7 separate regions of the Mus musculus genome follow, and regions 2, 3, 4, 5, 6 and 7 are each linked to region 1. The links are chromatin contacts, called in public Hi-C, HiChIP or PLAC-seq and promoter capture Hi-C maps. All regions are on one chromosome and are shown on one strand. The core of a region is the stretch at or near the end of the contact, and the rest is flanking DNA. Distances in the headings are between cores, read along the strand shown. Region 1 holds the start of Tlr5 (toll-like receptor 5). Region 2 overlaps Trp53bp2 (transformation related protein 53 binding protein 2). Region 3 holds the start of Hhipl2 (hedgehog interacting protein-like 2). Region 4 overlaps Capn2 (calpain 2). Region 5 holds the start of Capn2 (calpain 2). Region 6 has its middle 21 kb from the start of Gm46248. Region 7 overlaps Capn8 (calpain 8).

Evidence for each region. Promoter capture Hi-C pulls out the DNA fragments that hold promoters and counts their contacts. A called contact is a pair of places that touch in the nucleus more often than the background predicts. HiChIP or PLAC-seq counts read pairs in DNA pulled down with a chosen protein or histone mark.
Region 2: a contact with region 1 is called in a Hi-C map of liver, with 3 times the contacts expected there. The contact joins the enhancer-like site here to the promoter of Tlr5 in region 1. A contact is called at or near these places in 3 of 39 promoter capture datasets (embryonic stem cells, hippocampal neurons and liver) and 2 of 484 Hi-C or Micro-C datasets (liver and muscle stem cells).
Region 3: a promoter capture Hi-C map of embryonic stem cells shows a contact between it and region 1, with 7 times the contacts expected there. The contact joins the promoter of Hhipl2 here to the promoter of Tlr5 in region 1. A contact is called at or near these places in 1 of 39 promoter capture datasets (embryonic stem cells), 1 of 15 datasets of contacts at CTCF or cohesin (embryonic stem cells) and 5 of 115 datasets of contacts at active chromatin or transcription factors (all in embryonic stem cells).
Region 4: an H3K27ac HiChIP or PLAC-seq map of hepatocytes shows a contact between it and region 1, with 9 times the contacts expected there. The contact joins the enhancer-like site here to the promoter of Tlr5 in region 1. A contact is called at or near these places in 3 of 39 promoter capture datasets (hippocampal neurons, pre-B cells and second pharyngeal arch cranial neural crest), 3 of 484 Hi-C or Micro-C datasets (embryonic stem cells, myocytes and palatal mesenchyme) and 8 of 115 datasets of contacts at active chromatin or transcription factors (craniofacial prominence, differentiating embryonic stem cells, embryonic basal ganglia and 3 more).
Region 5: a promoter capture Hi-C map of embryonic stem cells shows a contact between it and region 1, with 42 times the contacts expected there. The contact joins the promoter of Capn2 here to the promoter of Tlr5 in region 1. A contact is called at or near these places in 4 of 39 promoter capture datasets (the 3T3-L1 cell line, cranial neural crest, embryonic stem cells and 1 more), 11 of 115 datasets of contacts at active chromatin or transcription factors (bone marrow-derived macrophages, cardiomyocytes, craniofacial prominence and 5 more) and 1 of 9 other capture datasets (adipose tissue).
Region 6: a contact with region 1 is called in an H3K4me3 HiChIP or PLAC-seq map of forebrain, with 5 times the contacts expected there. The contact joins the enhancer-like site here to the promoter of Tlr5 in region 1. A contact is called at or near these places in 7 of 39 promoter capture datasets (the C10 cell line, cranial neural crest, hippocampal neurons and 4 more), 6 of 15 datasets of contacts at CTCF or cohesin (CD8 T cells, the NIH/3T3 cell line, embryonic stem cells and 3 more), 108 of 484 Hi-C or Micro-C datasets (the AML12 cell line, the AtT-20 cell line, B cells and 67 more), 21 of 115 datasets of contacts at active chromatin or transcription factors (astrocytes, bone marrow-derived macrophages, craniofacial prominence and 14 more) and 4 of 9 other capture datasets (adipose tissue, embryonic stem cells, liver and 1 more).
Region 7: a promoter capture Hi-C map of hippocampal neurons shows a contact between it and region 1, with 5 times the contacts expected there. The contact joins the enhancer-like site here to the promoter of Tlr5 in region 1. A contact is called at or near these places in 6 of 39 promoter capture datasets (the C10 cell line, embryonic stem cells, hippocampal neurons and 2 more), 1 of 15 datasets of contacts at CTCF or cohesin (the NIH/3T3 cell line), 1 of 484 Hi-C or Micro-C datasets (nephron progenitors), 8 of 115 datasets of contacts at active chromatin or transcription factors (bone marrow-derived macrophages, cardiomyocytes, craniofacial prominence and 5 more) and 1 of 9 other capture datasets (embryonic stem cells).

Annotation. Positions count from the first base shown.
Region 1 is chr1:182,953,310-182,956,311 of GRCm38.p6, reverse strand. It overlaps Tlr5 (toll-like receptor 5), which reads right to left and starts at 1,524. Exons shown (of 4, transcript NM_016928.3): 1 at 1,430-1,524.
Region 2 is chr1:182,459,924-182,462,925 of GRCm38.p6, reverse strand. Trp53bp2 (transformation related protein 53 binding protein 2) reads right to left here. Exons shown (of 18, transcript NM_173378.2): 18 at 490-1,239. The coding sequence ends at 1,198. Among named protein-coding and RNA genes, the nearest start is that of Trp53bp2, 52 kb to the right of the region's middle. Within about 2 kb of position 1,460, at least 85 of the 459 cell types and tissues checked have an H3K27ac peak or open chromatin away from gene starts, as enhancers often do. A contact at or near this core is called in liver and muscle stem cells, where this site is marked.
Region 3 is chr1:183,417,033-183,420,034 of GRCm38.p6, reverse strand. It overlaps Hhipl2 (hedgehog interacting protein-like 2), which reads right to left and starts at 1,565. Exons shown (of 9, transcript NM_030175.5): 1 at 1,206-1,565. The coding sequence starts at 1,523.
Region 4 is chr1:182,498,433-182,501,434 of GRCm38.p6, reverse strand. The region is part of intron 2 of Capn2 (calpain 2); the gene reads left to right. Among named protein-coding and RNA genes, the nearest start is that of Capn2, 18 kb to the left of the region's middle. Within about 2 kb of position 1,549, at least 32 of the 459 cell types and tissues checked have an H3K27ac peak or open chromatin away from gene starts, as enhancers often do. A contact at or near this core is called in extraembryonic endoderm stem cells and hepatocytes, where this site is marked.
Region 5 is chr1:182,516,055-182,519,056 of GRCm38.p6, reverse strand. It overlaps Capn2 (calpain 2), which reads left to right and starts at 1,447. Exons shown (of 21, transcript NM_009794.4): 1 at 1,447-1,939. The coding sequence starts at 1,703.
Region 6 is chr1:182,537,999-182,541,000 of GRCm38.p6, reverse strand. No RefSeq gene overlaps it. Among named protein-coding and RNA genes, the nearest start is that of Gm46248, 21 kb to the left of the region's middle. Within about 2 kb of position 1,485, at least 186 of the 459 cell types and tissues checked have an H3K27ac peak or open chromatin away from gene starts, as enhancers often do. A contact at or near this core is called in the AtT-20 cell line, the C2C12 cell line, CD8 T cells and 39 more, where this site is marked.
Region 7 is chr1:182,618,651-182,621,652 of GRCm38.p6, reverse strand. It overlaps Capn8 (calpain 8), which reads right to left. Exons shown (of 21, transcript NM_130890.2): 14 at 1,435-1,503. Among named protein-coding and RNA genes, the nearest start is that of Capn8, 55 kb to the right of the region's middle. Within about 2 kb of position 1,417, at least 6 of the 459 cell types and tissues checked have an H3K27ac peak or open chromatin away from gene starts, as enhancers often do.

The DNA.
Region 1 (3,002 bases), core at 275-2,774:
ATCCTCAGCAGAGCTACAAAGCTGAAGAAGCCGCCACCAGGAGTTATCCAAGAACCCTTTGTGTTAGAGACATCGCCCCAGGAGAGGGCTTTCCTCCTCAGACAAAGCTAAGACCCGACGAGATTAGCTTTGCAGTCACACAGTGGAATCAGAAAGGTTTGAGCAGCAAAGGATAGAAGAGAGTGAACCTGGGCCATCAATTAGGATGGAAGTGTCTTCCAGGATGTCCATCAAGCCCATATGAATGAACTAAGTCATCCTGATTACTATAATAGGGACTCTTCTTGTACCGCCCCATCATTAACGTTGGCCTGGACCCCTCGTCGGGGGCACCCCAAGAATCCTACCACAATGTGAAAGGCTAAGCATTTAGCATAGCAGAACCCAGGGTTCCCTCCTGACTGCATAGCATGCTGGATGTTCCTCACGATTGGTTTCTGCCCCCAAAGAATAAGGTGAACAGAGTCAAGATCTACACACCTTGAACAAACTATTCAGAGTTGTGTCCTCTGAGGAAAGGCAGAGGAAAGAGACCAAGCCACATGTGTGTGACAGTGGCAGGTCAGCATCCACACCCCCTTCCAGGTACGGGACAGGAGGAATGCATTGTTCATGTGCTTGAGGGGGTTAACCCTCAATAACACTTCATAAAAGGCCCTGCGGTTAAGCTGCAGGCCCATGCCGCACAGCGCTAGACTGCCGTGTTCCAGACACTAGCTAATTACAAGGCTAGCCCACCAATGGGAGAAAGCAATCCCCATGCATTCCCATTCCTCAAGGTCTCAGCAGCCTTCCTGGGGAGACTTTCTCTCTCCCAAGACAACCAACCACCCCACTTCAGGAAACAACCACTATTCCAGCCGTGGTGGTTTACGGAGCAGAGCCATGACTGTAATGGCTGTAATTGCCAAAGGCTGATGGAGTTCTTTCTTCACAGCCTCGGGGCCAGCTGCCCTACTTCTCCCTGCCCCGGAGGGTGTCCAAGGACTTCACTGACTGCAGTGTCTTTTTAAGGTGTCCATAGCTCAATTGATGGTGACTGTCGACTTCCTCTTTCCAAGGAAGACAGCAAGAGAACGGACTCCGCGCGCGTTAAATACCTGTCTCTTCCAGAGGGTGGGGCCAAAGGTGAAAGCCAGAAGAGAGAACTAGGGAACCTTGTCCCAAAGCCAGCATGCAAGTGACTTGTCAATCCTAGAATTGTCCCGCTGGGCACTCTGCTTACTCTCAGCTCGCTGGGCCGAGGGACCCCAGTTTCCGTGGCACTGAGTGGCAGAGAGCACAGGCAGGAAAGAGAGTTGAAAGGGTTCAGGACGAAGCCAGGAGGAAGAGAGAGGGGCGGGGGCACTAACGTGTCCAGCAACGTCCCGGGCCCCTTCCGGTCTCAGGGAACCCCCTGCTGGACCCCTTGCAACTACAAGGCTCTCACCTCCCAAGCGGGATTCCCACAACACAGGCTCCAGGACTGACCTCACTCGGCTCCAGGCACCAAAGCTGCCGCTGGGCTCGGGAAAGCAGGAGAGCGGGGAGGAGAGGGAAACACCGCCCGCTGCTGGAGCCCCGCCCACAACTCTTGATCAGGCTTTCTCTGTGGACCATGCTTGTCTTTTCTGAGTTCTGGGCAAAGTACCTCAGCCTAGGTACCTCTCTGCTTTCTTGCCAGGGAGGAGACCTCTATCTCTGCTGCAATGACCTTGTAACTGAGGTAGGAAAGAAAGTAGAGCTGGGGCAGACGGTAGGTATTGGCTATCATGGAGCCCAGCACAGGAGGCAGAGGGCCTGTTGTGATTTTTGTAGCTACCCCTAACTGTCCATCGAGATAACATAGGCCTGCACTGACCCAGGGAAGGCGGCCTAGATCCTATCCTGATGCACTGTACACACGGCCAGCGCAGCAAGTCCTGATCGGGGCAGTTACTTCTGTTCTTGCCTGTGCTCTTTGATCTGTGCCAAATCTTGAAGATATGATGCTGAGGGGTGAAGCTGGCTGTCATTTTGCCCTCTACTACTTGGCTACGCCTTCTATTTTAACTATTGAAGGTGTGTGTGTGTGTGTGTGTGTGTGTGTGTGTGTGTGTGTGTGTACACGCCCACACATGCACATCATTCATCAGGAGCTGTCTATCTTGTTTATTGAGTTATTGAGACAGGATCTCCCACTGGCCTGGAACTCACCAAAAATGCTAAGCTGGTTAACAAGCCCCAGGGATACTGGATGCTCTACCTCCCCAGCACTGGGGTTACAGGCAGGTACCATCACCATGCCTGTGGACTTTACTTGTGTGTTAGGGATTGAACTCTGGTCCTCATGCTTCCACAAGCACTATACCCCCTGCCCCATACTAAATATCTGAAGGTCAGATTTGGATCAGCAAAGGCTACTGCCTGTGACTGAAGGCCAGGGAAGGAAGTTGTGATTTCCCTCAGAGAACGCAAGAGCTTTCCGGCCTGTGAGCCCTTCTGGCTTCACTTCCCTTTTCCTTCCCACCCTCCACCTGCTCCTAGGAGGAGGGGGCGGGGTGTTGTGGGGTTGAGAGTTGATCTGCTTTCTGGAAAGGGACATGCTGAAGGAAAGAAAAGTCAGGAGCCTGCTGCTGCAGGAGTGTTAAAAGGAAGGGATTTGTATAGGAAGGTGGCGAAGTCAGTCGCTTTCTGGGGGTGAAACCCAGTTCAAGGACAGAAGTGTCACAGTCTGCAGTAAGACTGGGGTCGCATGGAGGTTGGGCAAAAGCTGACAGCTGCCTCTTGCAGCTGGGGTGTAATCCCAGGTTGATTCACACTCTCCAGCGTGGCCTGACAGCTAGGTGATATGATCAAGCAGGGCAGGAGAGATAGGTTAAAACAAAGCCCAGCACTTAATTACCAAGGAAGATCTCATTATACAGTCTTCTCAGCTCCCTCCTCGGCTGGCAGCTTGAAGCCCATGTGACAAGTTGCCTCAAGTGGCTCTCGAAAGCTGAGTGCAGAGGGATGGAACTGCAACCCTGCCTACCTGCTCTGCA
Region 2 (3,002 bases), core at 211-2,710, 490 kb after region 1:
AAAATAGCCCAGCAGAAGTTGTAGGTCCAAGTAAGCTTTCTTTCACTATGGTCTCTATGACCTTTTTAAAAATTACTAAGTTAGGTGCTGGAGAGATGGCTCAGTGGTTAAGAGCACCAACTGCTCTATAGAAGACCAGAGTTCAGATCCCTTCACAGACATCAGGTAGTTCACCAACCATTTTAACCCCAGCTCCAAGGTATCCCACATTCACTTCCAGCCTCCATGAGGAAACAGGTACATAGCACACACACCCTCACCCCAGTCTCTTAAAAGCACAGTACTCTAGCCATTCAGCCTTGTAAACTGCAGAGATGCATATCTGTAATTAAGAACCACTTCTCAATCACACGACTGTCAGGAAGTTTTCCCACAGTGCCCGACTGTTGGATCAAGCAGTTCACTATTTCTCAGCTGTGCAGTAGGTAGCCCAATGGCTTATGCCCCATAACCAAAGCTGTGTATAACATTAAAAGGAAAACCAGGAAATAGCTTGGAGTCATAAAGTTTAATTTTATTACAATCATTTTTAAAACCAGCTATGATCTTGACAAATACAGGTAAATCTATAACAAATCTCTAATTTCCAAGATACAAAAAGACAATAAATATAGATTCAAATTCAATCTAAAAACAAGATTCTAAATCTACTTTAGATTAGGTAGTGTAGTTTAATTTCAGTATTTCAAATATACGCATAATTCTTAAATGCTACAATAACTCATACAATAGTTACTGCTCACTGACAAGCAGCTAACAGTTCTTCACTGATAACACACAAGTGTACAGCACCCGCCGGGGATCCCAAAGCCTGCTGGTGCTCAGGGGCAGTTGGAGATGGTGCCAGATGGCACAGGTCCTTTCTGGCAGGTCAGCGGAATGGGAACAGTGCCAAAATCACCCTACACAGGACAAGAAACTGATTTTCCCACAGTCCAGCAAATGGTCCCATTTCTTGACAAAGCCAGATGGCTGCCTCCTATGCTGCGCCGCCATGAGCATTCTGCCAGCCAGGGTGGTGCGGGCTCAGCAGCAATGCCTCTGCTCACGCCGAGTCCTTCGGTCCTTCATTTTCTTCCACGGCACATTCTTCATTGCTTCTGAGCTATACTGTCATTAAAGTAAGCCTTCTGATTTTTTTTTCCTGGATAATCATAGTATTTCTTCTAGCTCATTAATTCTTCATTAACTCAAGTTTCAGGCCAAGCTCCTTTGTCTTGGTTTAATTCTTGGGTATAGCTGCAAGAGAATTTTAAAAAAAGATTTACATGTGGCATATGTATGGAAGTTTTACAATATTTCAATAAGTACAGGAAGAGGGGCAAGGAAGCTGACACAGGAAACCAACTCGGGAAGGCACTGAGCTGTGGAAGCAGGAAGTGAATCTGCACTGATCACATCGAGGGCCCAGCAGCTGGAACAGCACCACAGAGCCGTGACACAGACTCCAGGCACGAACTCAACTTGCAGTTTGCTCAACCACACTGCAGCCCAGGGAAGCCAAACGCTGAAGACTACTTGTAAATTGCTGTGTGCTCCAGAATCTGGAAACCCATCATGACGGGCAAAAGTCGTTGTTTGTTTTTTTTTTTTAAGGCAGGGTCTTTCAAGGTAGCCCAGGTTAGCCTTACAATCCTCTTGCCTCACACTCCTAAGTACTGGAACCACATATGTAAGCCACACTTTTTCAACCTTATTTACAGGACATGGCACTGTGGGTGGAACCTGAGCCTATCAGGACAAATGCCTGAATCAGTGGACTTCGGAAGACATGAAATGCTTTGGGATTCTGCTGGCCTGTGCTTTCCCTAACAAGAGCGAGGGGAGGCTATGTGAGGGCTGCAGGGCTCTGTCTGGAGGCCCAGAGCAAGTCAAACTAGAATTTCACCATCAAGCTAAACAAACCCTCCCCTTCGTCTCCTAGGGACAAGAAAACAAAAGAGGTGGTGTGTTTATTTAAGAGTCAGTTTCAGCTGAGAAAAGACATTTGTCAAAGCCCTTTGCAGATTCCAGGCTGAGCCTGTCTAAATATTCCACATTGTGAAATTTCCTTTATTTTTTAATACTCAGAAGATACTAAAACATGACACATACAGCACACGTTTATAGAAGAGAGCACCAGGGAACTAGGAGTTCTAAGTTTAGGACTAAAATTACAACCTTTATCCCTGTCTGTTAATTTCAAAACCTTCTGAGAGCGCAACCCTGTCTCTGACTGACTGCTTCCCCCTCAGAATAATCCTCCATCTCATTAACCATTCTCTTCACTAGAAAATTCAACTTAATAGCAGTCTGTTGTACACCATAGGAATTAATAGTTAAAACCATACATACTAATTGAAAACTCGCTAACAGATTTTATTTCCATCACAGAATTAAAGGTCCGCTTTGTCAGGTTACACAGGTTACTAGCTTGACTGAGCCATTTTATAAATCAGCCATTATTGTAAACTCGGGTTAGGGTGGCAAGGAAGGAGCAGGCGGGATGTTCAGCAGCTGACGCTGCCTGCCAGGCGTCTTCAGTGGATCGCAATCTCAACTCCCAAAAATGTCTTCTGACTTCACACAATTACTGTGGCACATGAAAACTCTCCCCCCGCCCCCTCTGTTTTAAAAATGATTAAAAAGTCATGCTTCATACCACAAATATGTCCAATTAGTTAATAATTCCCAACAAATGAGGTAGGTCGGTGAGACATACCTGTAAACCTAGCACTTGGAAGGCAGGAGGGTTCAGTCTGAGGCTAGCCTCGGCTACATGGCCAAGCCCTGTCTCATCCCACTCACAGACATGGGGGAGGGGAGAAGAGGAACTCATCTGAGCAGCTCCTGAGAGATCAGAGCATTAGGAGGCTGGAGAGATGGCTCAGCAGTTATTTTACAATAAATGCTGCTCTCAGAAAACAGCAGTTAAGGTGCAGCAAATGCCTTTTAACAGACATGTGACAGACAAGCACAGGAAGGGGGTCACTGTCACAAGCCAGAATGCCAGGTCCCAGGGC
Region 3 (3,002 bases), core at 316-2,815, 460 kb before region 1:
AGCTCGCGTTCTAAGGCCGAGGAGATGGCTCAGCTACTAATGTGCTTGTTCGCAGGCAGGAGGACCTGCATTTGGATCCCAGCCAGTGCCACAGCACTGAGCCAGAGACAGGAAGCTTTGGAACTGGCTGCCAGCCATCCTACCTGAATCAAGGGAATCCAAGTTTTATAAGCCCTGTTCCAAACAAGGTAAAGAGAGATAGAAGCCACCTAACACTGACCTCGAGCCAATACACACACACACACACACACACACACACACACACACACATAACACGCACACACACGCATGCACACATGCACACCCCTTGCTCATCTCAGAGTTAAATTTCCAGGAAACACCTGAAGGACGGTGCCCTGTCCTGAGAACACAGCCCCGAGGCGATGCCACCCAGGTGTCTGTCCTCTGAGTGCTACTGCACTGATTCCTGCCTAGGCTGTCTGTACCCACGCATAGAGCTGAGGAGTTTGAAAACAGTGGCCATGGTGGGATAAAGATACCCTGGGACAGCCACATACTAGCACTAAAATGCCCCAGGATGTCTGTCACGTCATTAGAGTGCTGCTTTCCTGCAGAAGCTTCTCGAGTTGGACTCTCTTCCCGAAGACTGGTGCGTGCGCGTGCGCATGCGCAGTCTGTACCTTCTAATGTTCAAGCTCAGCTCAGCTAAGGTGACGCCTCCTGCCTGTGGATTTTGGCTGCTGCTGAGCGTGGAGAGGAGAAACTCTGGGTCATTTCCTCCCAGCAACTTGAGGCTCTCTGCATCCAGCTTAGGAGTTCTGCAGACAGGACCCCAACCCCTGCCACCACCACTGTCACAACCAAAGCCCCCATGGCAAAACACCCTCTCAGCAGGTGTCACAACCCCTCCCCGCCCCACCCCTGCCCACTGCACAATGCATAAATGCCACAGGGATGCTGTGCCCAGCTTTCTGGTCCTTGTAGGCAGGACGGAGCAGCTGCACTGAGAACCCCATGAACACCTCTTTCAATCTTCGTTGTCTGGAGAAAAAGCCCAGAGGGAAGAGTATGGAGAACCAGGGCACACCCTCACCTCCAGCTCTCCAGGGAGGCACCTGGCAGAAGAGTCCTACTCCAGGATCCCTCACTGTTCAGCCAAACACTGTAAAGCCACAAATCGCTTTTCCAAACTGGCTCCCTCTCCTCCTCCTCCTCTTCCTAGGCTTACATACACTCAGACCCACCTGGCAAAGGATGTCTTTAATGTAACCTCCACACAGCTCGTGGGCCTTCAGGTCAAAGTAGCTCATGATGTCCCAGTACCTGGCAGCGATGCGGCGGTCTTTGCGCTGATCACAGCAGCCGAAGGAGTCATAGTCAGAGCAAAAGTCCAGGTGCTGAGGAGGACGGAAGGGTGGTCCATAATCCAAGCACTGGGGGTGTCCCTGCAGCAGGCCCACCCAGCCCAACAAGAACGGGAGGCCCAGGCAGAAAATGCCAGGAGAGAGCCACGGGGCCCGATGACCAGGAACAGTGTGTGGGCTAGTATGTTTTCCCAGCATTTGGACCTTGGGAATTCTCTGCTGCTCCTTCCTGGGTTGGCCTGCCCAGTCTGCCCAGTGCCCCCCCCCCCGCCCCCGCTCCCAACTGCTCTTCCTTCTTTCTCTCCCTCACATCCTGCCCCAGTTCAATGAGGTGGTTCATCAGTGAAGTTCCTTCTCTGTGCTGGTGGCTAAGCATACCTCGTGACATCAGGGAGAGGTGTCCTTACCTAAAAGTGAAGCTGGAGCAGGTCTTGACACTAGTGCTGAGGGTTTGGGAGACTGCGGGTGCTTAGTCAACCGTGTGCTGGCATCAATGACTGAGGTGCTAGGATTCTTCAAATTGCACAGAGTTTCCGCCATGTTGGGGGCAGGCCAGGAAATTCCCGCTTGTTTACTGTTTTTCTGCAGGCTGAGCGGCACACATTACAGATGTCTGACAGCAGACTCTGCGCGAGGCAAATGTCCAGGCTCCTGCAGTGCAGAAGGGCACAGAGAGTGCTGGTGTGGGTCTGGGAGCATGTCACGGAGAGCCGTCCCGAGTGTGCCTGGATGGGAGGAAGTGTCATGAATCTCGCATCCCCAGCAAGAAAAACACAAGCAGTCAAGCAAGGAAAGGAGGGCGCCTCAATCCCTTCACTCTGCTGCAATAATATCACAAACTGGGATGGGGCTCAGCTGGTAGAGTGCTTGCCTAGCATGCATAAGGCCCTGGGTTTGATTCCCCAGTATCTCACAAATCAGGCTGTGCTGTGTTCAACTGCCCTTGGGAAGTAGAGACAGGAAGGTCAAAGGATCCAGGTCATCCTTGACTGTAGACAAGTTCAAGGCCAGTCTGGGCTACATGAGACCCTATCTCAAAAGCACACTGAAGAAAACAAAAATACTGTAGACTTGTTAACTTATAGATAGTAGAAACTTATCTCTCAGTTTAGAGACTGGGAAATTCAAAATCAAGCAGGGGGCAAGTCCGGTGTCCAGCAAGGAACTTTTATGACTGTGTCCCCACAGTGAGAGTCAGAACAGAATCACCCTCTGAAGCCCCCTCCCAGGCTCTCTTAGTCAGGGTTTCTATTCCTGCACAGACATCATGACCAAGAAGCAAGTTGAGGAGGAAAGGGTTTATTCGGCTTATACTTCCACGCTGCTGTTCATCACCAAAGGAAGTCAGGACTGGAACTCAAGCAGGTCAGAAAGCAGGAGCTGATGCAGAGGCCATGGAGGGATGTTACATACTGCCTTGCTTCCACTGGCTTGCTCAGCCTGCTCTCTTATAGAACCGAGACTACCAGCCCAGAGATGGCATCACTCACAAGGGGACCTCCCCCTTGATCACTAATTGAGAAAATGCCTTGCAGCTGGATCTCGTGGAGTCATTTCCTCACCTGAAGCTCCTTTCTCTGTGATAACTCCAACCTGTGTCAAGTTGACACACAAAACCAGCCGGTACACAGGCACTGCAGTCAGCCTCTAGCAGGCCAGGAGAGCTCGTGAAGATTG
Region 4 (3,002 bases), core at 300-2,799, 450 kb after region 1:
GGAAGAGGCCGGCTCCGGAGACCCTTGCAACTTTGTTCTCTGTCAGGGAACCAAGAAGAGAAGGGACCCCAGAGGGCCTGTGATTCTCAGGTCCAGGGCCCAGCCTAGTTGGTGTAAAGAGAAACTAGATTTCCCCTGAAAATTTGGTCTAGTGAAACAGGGAGTGGGGCTTTCCCTGTAGGAGCCCCTCTTGGCTCTTAAGCAATTATGCAAACATGGCTTTGACCTCAGTGCCGGCCTTGACCTCCACATTGACCTCGACCTCAGTGCTGACCTTGACCTCCACATGGACCCTGACTTCAGTGTTGACCTTGACCTCTGTGTTGAGCTTAATGCCATTGCTGACCTTGACCTCAGTGCTGGCCTTGACCTCCATGTTAACTTTGACCTCAGGGCTGACCTTGACCTCCATATTGACCTTGACCTCTGTGTTGACCTTGACCTCCATATTGACCTTGACTTCCATGATCCGGTCCCTTTGTTTGGACAGCAGCACTTTCTGCAACTTTGGAAGCACTGCCAAAGACTTGTCCAGAATCGTGAGACAGAGCTATGGCACAGCACTGTCCCCTCCCTCTCTCACTCCCACCTCAGTGGCAATCCCTGCCCCTCCTCCCCAAGCCCTCTGCCAGCTTCACACCTCCCAGAACAAAACTGCCAAAGGTGACTAAGGCTTGCACGGGATGAAAAGAAAGGCGGCAAAGTTCACCCATTGTTAAGCGGCAGCAGCATCAGGGCCAGACCTAGATTTCTAACCACATTTGTGTGTATCCGTCGGCCTCCAGTGGGCCAACTGGGTCTCTCTGGCTTAGTTTCTCACCACCCAGGCTGGGCCAGTGTCCCTGCCCAAAGTGACTGCTGCCCCTCCAGCCTTAGTGTCCAAGGCTCCTGGGTCATGGACTCAGTGGGCAACTGTCATGTCTGTTTTGTTTGCCTCCTGTTTAGCCGATGGGACAGAGTGGTGCCTAGGACAATGTGAGAAGGGCGGGTCACACCCAGGGAAGGAAAGGCCACAGGAAGGGAGAGCCTGGGCCAAGGAACAAAGTGAGCCGAAGCTACAGGGGGCTGAGAGGATAAAGAACCTAGAGTCTGAAGAGTCTGGAGGCGTGGTGATGAGGCTTATGGTGCCTTCTGGTCCTGGAAGACAAACAGGTGTGTGGAACATGCCAGAGAAGTGAAAAACTAGAAACAGAACAGAGGAGGCCAGGTCTCGGGCAAGAGGCATGAACTCTGCCTGCAGCAAGACACACCCTGGATGGGAACCCTGGAGGACTGCACCACAGGAAGTCAGAATTTTTTAGTGTGTCCCCAGGTAAAAGATGAAGGGGGCCAGGCTGGCTGTGAGACCCTCGGCCACTCCCCTGGCCACAGTAATGTCCTTTCAGTGCTGGTTCTAGACTCGAGAACCCCGCCTCCCCCACCTTCCTCAAACTGTCAGTCATTTTACCTCAGAGTTTTATAATCCTAAAGTAAATATGTGTAGCCCAAGTCTGGTCTCTCTATTTGGATGGAGATATTCTATCTCTGTTTTGTCACAGAAACAAAGTCCAGTGGGAGTAGATGACAGGACACAGGAGGCCTCTGGGGCTCAATCTGAAGTTTTGGTGTCATCCGGGATGATGTGAGGCAGCCTGGGTGACAGATTGGCATTCTGTAGACAGTGGTCACAGGCGGCTCAGTAACCTCCGGGCTAAGCATGGACATGGTCAACAGCTGCCAGCTCCCACCCTGGGGAGGCACAGCCTTGGGGACTCTCATGAGCGATAAGTGCTACAGTGACCTGTCTCTGACCCTTGTCCCTGCCCTTGTCCCGGGTGCTGGACAGAAGCCAGTATGAGGCTCTCCGGGCAAGAAAGACAGACTAGAGATGGTCTGTCACAGTTGTACAGCAGCCAAGGCAGAATTTATATATACATGTGCCTCTCCATTCCCAGGGTACACAGCCAGCAGTGTAAATACAGACAGTGCAAACATGATAGCTTTAAAGAAAACCAAGCAGCTATAAAGGAAATGCATTCCAGAGCCACACAGATGCTAGACAACTGTAATCTCGGCACTTGGGAGGCTGAGGCAGGAGGATTGCTGTAAATTTGAGACCAGTCTAGACTATTAGTGAGTTTTAGGTCAGCCTGAGTTACAGAATTGCAGACCTTAACTTAATAGAGAAAGAGAAATGTCCAGAAGGAAGAGGGAGCCCCAACCCAGAGAGAAAAGCATAAGTACAGTCAAGGGCGCTTCACTGTAGCAGGTAGCCCTGGGCTGAGGGTACAGAGGGTCTGTGTTCACTGTAGCAGGTAGCCCTGGGCTGAGGGGAGAGAGGGTCTGTGGCTCCCTCACCAGCCAGCCTAGCCTAAGTAGTCCAGTGAGAAAGCCTGCCTCAAAACGCAGAAAGGACGGCACCTGAGACTGCACTGCACACACATACACAGCCTTCTGCTCTTGTGTATACACATAACACACACACAGGCACACTCTCCTGCTCTTGTGCATATGCACACACATGAACTCTCTGCTCTCTTGTATGCACACACACACATACATTCTTGTGTATGTCACATAGCGCATACATACACACACATGTGCACACACAAATATATACAGAAGACAGAGCCTTCTGCTCTCATGTAAATGCACACACATGAAAACACACATACCCAGGCACAGACACAGCTTCCCGTTACTATGTATGCACACGCATGAACACACACACACACACACACACACACACACACACACACACACACACACACCAGTTTTCCCTTTTCTATTAACTGTATCTTTATTTTTCTAGTAAGCTTGGCCTTTTGCTCTTTATATACTTAAAAAAAAAAGTGACCCGTGGTCTAGGCCTTAACGACATTCATTTTTCACGTTTTCTATATTCTTATTATTTTACTTCTTTGCTTATTGTGACTTTTACCATGTAATTTCTTTAATGTAGCTAAATTTATTATTTTAGATTTAAAGAATTTTAACTTATGATTTTAAAACTTCATGACTTC
Region 5 (3,002 bases), core at 198-2,697, 440 kb after region 1:
TCTGGGCGCGGCCCGTCAGGCACTTCATGTTAAGTGTTGGGATTTAAAGACATGGGCTACCATGCTCGACAGCCAGCATTTGTTTGCAGCATGGTGGTTTCTAAGCTTCATGGCTCTTTTCCGGAAGCTGTTCATTTTTTCCCACCATCTGATTTCCTTTGGCCCCACCCTGATTTTTTCTGGGCTCAGGATTCAAAAGGGAAGTGGGGGAAGATCCCAGACACCTGCCATGCCCAGGAGAGAATAGTGAGGTAGCAGTATCAACAGACAAGCCCTGGCTTTGCCACAGGGAGACAGACACTTTGATTCTTCCAGGAACAGTCATTTGCATATCACTGATATTTCAAGTTGCTACAATTTCCTGCAACTGACAGAGTTACAAACTATCTCAGAAACCATCAATGCTGAACCAAGATGAGGTTCAAACCAGGGTTTCTCAGCCTGGCACAGAGATCTTTCAGACTGCACTTTTCTTCCTGTTCTCTCTGTAGAGGGATGCCCTCCGCCCGACCATCCTTTAGTAGCACCTGGCTTCCACCCAGTAGAGGCCAGGAGCCTCCTTTGTCCCAGTTGTGACAATATGAGGAAAGTCTGCAGTTAGGGTCAAAAACCTTTAGGGTCACATTGGTGCGTGCGGGTTGCTTCCAGTTGAGAACCCGTGCTTTAAACCATTCATAGCACAAGCCCGCCCAGTTCTGTGTGTGTGAGTGGCAGCGAAAACTTTCATTGGACAGAGCGGTGGTACAGGCCACCAACAGGGGCTCTGTTCTAAATGGTGTCCCAGCAGCAACTCAATAAATCATCCCAGGTAAATCTGAGTTTTAGATAAGCATCACATTATTATTCTAACACAGGTTTGCCTCGGGTGATATTTGAGGGCTACGTATGCTAAAACCACACAATCCCCCAGCCCCTTTTCTTGAAATTTAGATTTAACAAGCATGGATTGTTTTGTTTTGTTTTTTTGTTTTTTTGTTTTTTGTTTTTGTCAAATTGTACAGCCCTACTTATGCACAAATAAGTAACTGCAGAGGCCCTGGGACCCTAAAATTCCTGTCTTGCTTTAATTTGTAGGGGTTACATCTTTGAACTTCTTTGGAGCTCAGTTTCTCATCTGTAAGATGGACACACCAGTAGCCATTTCTCACAAATTTGGGGGTGGTAGGTAACATGTGTGCCCAGAGCCTGCAGAGCTCTCTTTCGATCCTGAGCCCAATGAGTGGCAACTGGCTTAGTCGCCGCGCTCCCTCCCTCATCCGCTCCTGACTCATCCGATGTTTTCTGGACAGTCATTGCTGAGTTTCGCCCAGCCTTACTCCCCAATGGCTGGGGTTTGACAACTTCGCTCCCCAACTTGCGATTGTCGTCCCCCCAACACCCCCCGCTCGCCCTCCCCACCGGGCCGCGCCATCCCGAGAGCCGTCCGAAGGTGGCAGCATCGGCCCCGTAGTCCTCACGGTCGGGCTGGCACTGTGCAGGTCGCCGGCGAGCCGCGTCCGGAGCCCGGCGCCGAGCAGGCCTGGGGAGGCGGAGGCCACACCCCGCGCACGGCCCAGGCGCTTCCCGCCGGTGAATCATCCCCGCAGCAGCGGCTCCCGCAGTCCGCTGCAGCGCCCCGGGCCCGGCCGCGCCCCAGCCGAGTGCCGTGCCCCGCCTCTCCGCGACCCCTTTCTCCGTGCAGTGCGCCAACCGGATCGCTACCATGGCGGGCATCGCGATAAAGCTGGCCAAGGACCGCGAAGCGGCCGAGGGGCTGGGGTCGCATGAGAGAGCCATCAAGTACCTCAACCAGGACTACGAGACGCTGCGGAACGAGTGCCTGGAGGCCGGGGCGCTCTTCCAGGATCCTTCCTTCCCCGCCCTGCCGTCATCCTTGGGCTATAAGGAGTTGGGGCCCTACTCCAGCAAAACTCGGGGCATCGAATGGAAGCGGCCCACGGTAGGAAGCGCGAGGGGAACAGGCAGGGCCGGCAGGGCCTGGAAGGGCACTCGGGGTTCCGGGAGGCTGCAAGTCCCTGGCTCCCCGGCTCGGTAGTCCCTGCTTAGTAGTGCTCCGCGATTGCTGCTAAGGGGACTCCCTATGCAGACTGAGGCCCAGCCAGTGGACCTGCCCCAAGCTGCGCGCAGAGCGCTTCGCAGGACAGGACCCCAAATCCCATTAGTGGACACGCCCTGGAGGCTGCCTTCGGCTTCACAAAGCCGCAGGGACACAGGGCCGCTGGGGTGAAACTTTTACTGGACTCTAGTGGTGATCTGAGTGAGGGTGGAGACACTGCTCGGCAGTAGGGGTGGGGGTGGGGATATCAGAGTAGGATAGAAGACTCGGGACTGCTGGGTGGGTGGGGGCAAGGGGTGGGCACAGCCTGGCTCTGGCTGACAAAGGTGGTCACAAGTACATGTGGCACTTGTAAATGCAAGTACATGTATTTATCCAGCGTGGGTTTTGTCTGGCTCTCAAAGTGCAGTTAGAGGACTCTTTAACTTAAAGAACTGAAGGGTAGCTTAAAGAATCGATGGGCTCCAATGATTCTGTTACTCATTATTTTGCTGACCTAGAGTCCTCACCCGGAAACCTCTGCTCAACTCCTAGATACTCCTGTCCTAACCCTCAGAGTCTCTGCCCTTAAGCCCTTCCCGTTCCCTTGTGGTTTCAATCGCCAGTGGATGCCCATGGGACCCTCACTTGACTTTTCCCAGGAACTGAGAGGAAGTCTAAACTTCTAGATTCCTGTTAGGACAATGGACATTCATACCCTGCTTCTATCCTCTTGGTTCCCCCAGGCTGCTTTTGTTACTGAGTCTAGTCTGAAAGTACCAGAGACTAGCGGGGGTATAGCTCAGTTGGTAGTCTTTACTTAGCATGCATGAAGCCCTGGGTTCTATCCCAAGCACCATATAAAATCAGGTGCATGCTAATATATGCCTGCCATTCCAGGACTCAGGAGGTGGAGATGGGAGGATGAGAGATTCAAAGCCTGGGGCCACAAAGATGGCTCATTGAG
Region 6 (3,002 bases), core at 236-2,735, 420 kb after region 1:
GGGTAGTCATGGGGTCACACAATCAAAACACATGAACATGCAATAATAAAAGTCTGGTGTATAATTAACATGTGAAAATTGAAACCTTTAAGACAGAAAATAATAAGACATAGAGGGATCCAGAGGCTCCGGAGTGATGATCCTAAACTTGCCAGACATCAGACACTGGACAGACTCATCCATCTTCGGCTATTTGTAGCAGTGGACCCCAAAGGTCACGCCAGCATCCCACAAAGAAATCGTCTTTCCACTCCCTTTGCTGAGAACTTGCTCCACAGCCATGTCCTGAGTGATGTGCCTGAGAACCAATCCCCAAAGCATAGGGAAAGTAGTTACGGTTCGGCCTCCCAGGCTCCATACGGAGTGGCACCCTCCTGCTGCATGACTTTCTTACGGCTGCAGTGACAAATGGAGTGGCTCAAGAGCTGAAGGGTCCCAGTCAACCTCACTAGATTACATCCAGAGCTCCCCTGCATGCAGGAGTTCATGCACTTGCCACCCTCTGTGTTTAGACACTGACTGCATACTGTGGTTTATGGACTGCCTCTGCCTCGCATCGCTTCACTTCCTGGCCTCCTTTTTACCCTACAAAGTACCACAGTGCAGCTTTGGGAAATTAGGGTGTGGTCATCTTCAGGAAGCTGTTACTCAGCCTACCACAGTCCCCAAGCCTCAGCCAGCAGGGACAAACACAAAACGAAGGGTTCTTAGAGGCAGATTCCTGTGTGCATGTTAAAAGTAGAGGTAGACAGATTATAGGTAGATAATAGAGGATAGAAAGAGTGTAAGAGATAACAGATAGATAAATGGTAGATAAATGATAGAGACAGTGAGTGAGAGATGATAGATAAATGATAGATAATAGGTAGATTGTGATAGACTATAGACAGATATAATAGATGATAGATAATGATAGATTATTGATAGGCTATAATTGATTGATAGAGAGATGGTAGATGAATGATAGATAGATAGATAGATAGACAGATAATTAGGTAGATGAGTAGATTGTGATGATAGATGATAGATACATAGATAATGATAGATGATAGAAATATGAATAATAGATTGTAGATAGATGATGATACAAATAGATTATAGATATATAATAGTAAGATTATAGACAGACACATAGATAGATGATAAATTGATTATAGATACATACACATACATACATAGATCGGCTATGATGGACAATTGGTAAATGCATGAATAACAGAGACAGATATTACATACATATTGTGAAGGAGTTGGTATCAGCCAGAGGGCTTTGAAATCTGAATATTGATAAATACACCAGTGCACTTTGCTAATTTTAATTGCTTATGCTGGAAAGGCCTTTTAGGTAGAGATTTCTTTTCTGTACTGCTGACTTAATTTTTTTCTTGAAATAACATTACTATATTTTGCCACACGGTGGAGCCAACGAAACATCAAAGAGGCCTTTGCAGCCGCCATTTTGTCCTTTCTGACTGGTTGTGACATCATCCACCACCGACTGGTCCCTGCACGGTTTGGGTATTTAGAGGATTCATGTTTGCTCAGGCAATCTCAGGGAACTTTGCAGTTGTCTGTACTCAAAGAAACCGTCTGAGCTCCACACAAGAGTAAAGACAGAAGTTCTCTCCTGACAGCTGTCAGTGTGACTGGGATGAGAGCGCTGGGTGCCATTGTGAGGGAATAGGAGGTGGGTGTTGGCGTGGGGAGTGGGGGGTGGGGAAGATGCAGGGTGTCATTGTCATCAAGAAACCCAAGTCCTTCCCAGGTCTGCAGGAGAGGGAGTCAGCTGGGCTGGGGGTGTAGGAGATTGCTTCTGGCCAGAGCTTTGCTCCCAGGGGTGCATCTCCATGCCCTTGGCTCTCCTGTGACAGGGTCTATATTGATCCCTCTCCAACCACACCTATCACACAGGCTCCTTCCCTTTGATACACTGTCACAGGTCACCACATCATACACTCTTTGGCCTCTGTGTACCTGCAAGGTTCGCCTCTGGCCTCCACCAGCACCTACACAAAGATTCTTTGTGTGACCAAACTTTGGTCCGGCTCCTGAACCTCCTGAGTACTTCTGAGTACTTTTTTTTTTAAAAAGATATTTTCTTCATTTACAACTCAAATGCTATCCCAAAAGTCCCTTATACCTCCCCCCAACCCTGCTCTCCAACCCACCCATTCCTGCTTTCTGGCCCAGGTATTCCCCTGTATTGGGGCATATAATTTTTGTAAGACCAAGGGCCTCTCCTCCCAATGATGGCCGATTAGGCCATCTTCTGCTTCATATGCAGCTAGAGACATGAGCTCAGGGGATACTGGTTAGTTCATATTGTTGTTCCTCCTATAGGGTTATAGACCCCTTCAGCTCCTTGGGTACTTTCTCTAGCTCCTCCATTGGGAGCCATGTGTTCCATTCAATAGATGACTGTGAGCATCCACTTCTATATTTGTCAGGCACTGGCATAGCCTCACTAGAGTCAGCTACATCAGGGTCCTGTCGGCAAAACTTGCTGGCATATGCAATAGTGTCTGCGTTTGGTGGTTGATTATGTAACGGATCCCTGAATAGGGCAGTCTCTGCATGGTCCTTCTGCAAGAGCAAAACCCCAACTGTAACAACAAAAATAACAGGAAGCAATAATTACTTTTCTTTAATATCTCTTAATATCAATGGACTCAATTCCCCAATAAAAAGACAGACAAACAGACTGGCTACGTAAACAGGACCCAACATTTTGCTGCATACAGGAAACACATGTCAGAGACAAAGACAGACACTACCTCAGAGTAAAAGGCTGGAAAACAATTTTTCAAGCAAATGGTCCAAAGAAACAAGCTGGAGTAGCCATCCTAATATAGAATAAAATCGACTTCCAACCCAAAGTTATCAAAAAAGACAAGGAGGGGCACTTCATACTCATCAAAGGTAAAATCTTCCAAGATGAACTCTCAATTCTGAGTACTTTTAACAAAGAACTCTATTAAGTCACCTTAATATGCCCATTCTCA
Region 7 (3,002 bases), core at 168-2,667, 330 kb after region 1:
CTCTAGCATTGGAAAGGTGAGACTAAACCTCACAAAGCTGTGTCTCCGGGTGACCTCCCCAGGGCAGAGGGTGGTCGGGTTTAGTGTCACACTGGAGACCTCTCTGAAAAGCTTCAGACTCAGCCATCTACCAGGAAAGAAAAGGAAGGCTCAGAGTCCATACGGGACCTTGGCTGTAACCTTCATGAGGCCTTGTGACCTTGGACCAGCTCCCAAACCCTCTGTCACTCTTCCAGCAAGGAGGTGGATGGCGACTTGTGTGCAGGCCCTTTCCCCATCGCAAGAGAGAATAGACAAGCTTGGGAAGAGATCTACCTCAAAATCACTGTTTCTTCTCCGGGGTTTTGAATGTACTAAATAAAACATGCCCCTTCGGCAGCCGAGGAGACAAGCCTCTGTTGGGAAAAATACTGGTCTGAGCAACTGGGGAAGCGAATTGATGTATTCTGTGCTTGTAGGTTTGCTTTGCTTTGGTACAAAGGGTTCTTTTCTGATATAATTTATGTTTTTCCATCCTTCTCCAACCCCCCTCTCTCTGACAGAGAAGTCACCATATATTCCAGCCCGTCCTCGAACTCCCAGATCATGCAATCTTCCAGCCTCAGCCCCCCAATTACGTGGGGTGGCAGACCACTGTGCTAGGCTTCCGTTCCATTCTTAAGTCTAGAAAGCCTGTTGGTGCTTCCATGGGGTAGGGCGTGCCGGGGAGACAGAAAGTAATTCTTGGGCTTTTTTTTTTTTTTTTTTTTTTTTTTTTAGCACTTTATAACCCATCAAGGGTCCTCAGTCACTATGGGACCAGTGGGCACAGACTGAATTTTGGATGGGCTCAGACTTATGACCTCTAAAAGAGACAGGGGCAAAGTGAGCTTTGGACAGCTGAGCAGAGGGAGAAGAAATGGGAGACAGCTGTGCATACGCTGACCACAGTCACAGTCATACACACACCCAAATCAGGCTCAGATTCCACAGGGCGAGCACTGCTGGTCTCCCAAGTCATCGGGCTTTGTCTGTAATCCCAGGGCAGGTTAACTGAGTGACCTCCCGCTGCTGCTGGCCAATTCCCCCTCTAAAGACTATTGATTTAGAGAGGTCACACTGCCCTGGCTTTCCACTCAGAGGCCCTGTCTGAAGGGACCAATTTACAAACTGAAAGGCTTTGGGCAAGACCCAGAGATTGGGCTCTTCCATTTTCTCAAGTCAGTCAACGCAGGAAGAAAAGTGGCCTCTGGACAATAGTTATTCTCTCTCTCCCAGAAACACAGGAAAAGCCTGCTGGCTTCCATCAGGATGAAATGACAAGTGACAGACACAGGCTGGAGACCCAGAGTATGCGGCTTTGCCCTCCTGTACTCCTGTAGACCCGAGGGAGTGCAGACAAACATGACCCGAGCCTTTCACTGCCCAGCTGAGAGGCAGCCGCCCTCCACTCACCTTGTCCGCAAACTCCTCAGACAGGCTCCAGAAGTGCTCATCTTCTCCATCCATGTCACGGGGATGTGGCTGGAAGGGAGGGTACCGATGATGGAATTGTGGCGTGAACTATGGAGAATCCCATTTGTAACTGTGGAGAGTCTGTACTGGGCCAGGCTTTGGGCTAAGTGGCAACATATGGGGTCATGAAAAATGTCCCACATAGTCTGAGGTACTTGAACTCTTGTTTCCTAGTTGGTGGCACTGTCTGGGGTGGCTTAGGAGGTGTGGCCTTAATGGAGAGAGTATGTCATTGGAGGTAGACTTTGATATTAAAACCCTCATTCCCTGTGTGCGTCGTTCTCTCTGCTTTGATGTGCATTTAAAGTCCTGAGCTCTCAGCTTCCTGCTCCTGCTGCCATGCCTGCTCTTTGATGCAATGCCTCCCTACCATGATGGACTGTATCCTCTGGAACCGTGAGCCAAAATAAATCACCTGCAAGTTGCCTTGGTTGCAGTGTTTTATTATAGCAGCAGAAAAGTAACCAATACAGACAGCAAGGAAGGAGCCACACAGAGGGCTGGCAGTCCTGCAGGGTGCCATTCTCTATGCACAGCTCCTCTCTGAGTTCTACAACCCCAACTTCTACTTTTAAGACTTATTTTAATGTTACCTATCTATATGTGTGGGGAGGGGTGTATGCATATGAGTGTAGGTGCCCATAGAGACCAGAGGTATTGGATCCCCAGGAGTTGGAATTCCAGGCAGTTGTGAGCTACCCTACCCAGGTCCTAGGAGCCACCCTTGGGTCCTCTGCAAGAGCCGTATACACTCTCAGGTGATAAACCATCATTTCTTCGGGCCCCTGAGCCTTGAGTGTTTGATTTCAACCCAGAATCACTTTCAGAGAACAAGACACATACAGGGAAATCTCAGAGTGAGTATGGAGAATGTCCAAGGACTTTGCCAGCAACCTCATAGGAATCTGAACTCCAGAAATCATATAAAAATATGCAGATGTTTATATGTGATTTCTTAGCTTTCCAGAGATGGGGGGAATAAGGGGAATTGGGAGTGTTAAGGGGGCAGAGCCTAGTAGACAGGACTGGAACTGAACTACAGATGGGCTGCTTACTGGAGCCTGTCTCTGCACTCTGAGCATCCACTCTCTAATGCTAATATTAAACTACCTAGGGTTGTTTCATGGGTCATTTTGAAATCAGATGAGAGCTAATGCATGCCAGTCCTTCAAAAATTACAAACCATTCAATGAACGCCTTTGACCAAATACATTCAAATCATCTCGCGCTATCATTGAAAGAAGGAATGAAAAAGAGAAAGATTCTCAGCTAGCCTGAAGAATTACCAGGAATCAAAGCCGTTGCTAGGATGAGTACACAAAGCCCAGGATAGCCTAATGATGCTGTAATTGTAAGTTACCGTTGTCGTAGGAATGGTATTCTCCTTACTTACTGCCTGTGAGGCACATTAAATGAATTATCTCACTTAGTGGGACCATGCTGTGAGGTCGGCTAATTACTATTAGACGCTAGATCGCTATTCACAGATGGAGAAACAGGAAATTAAG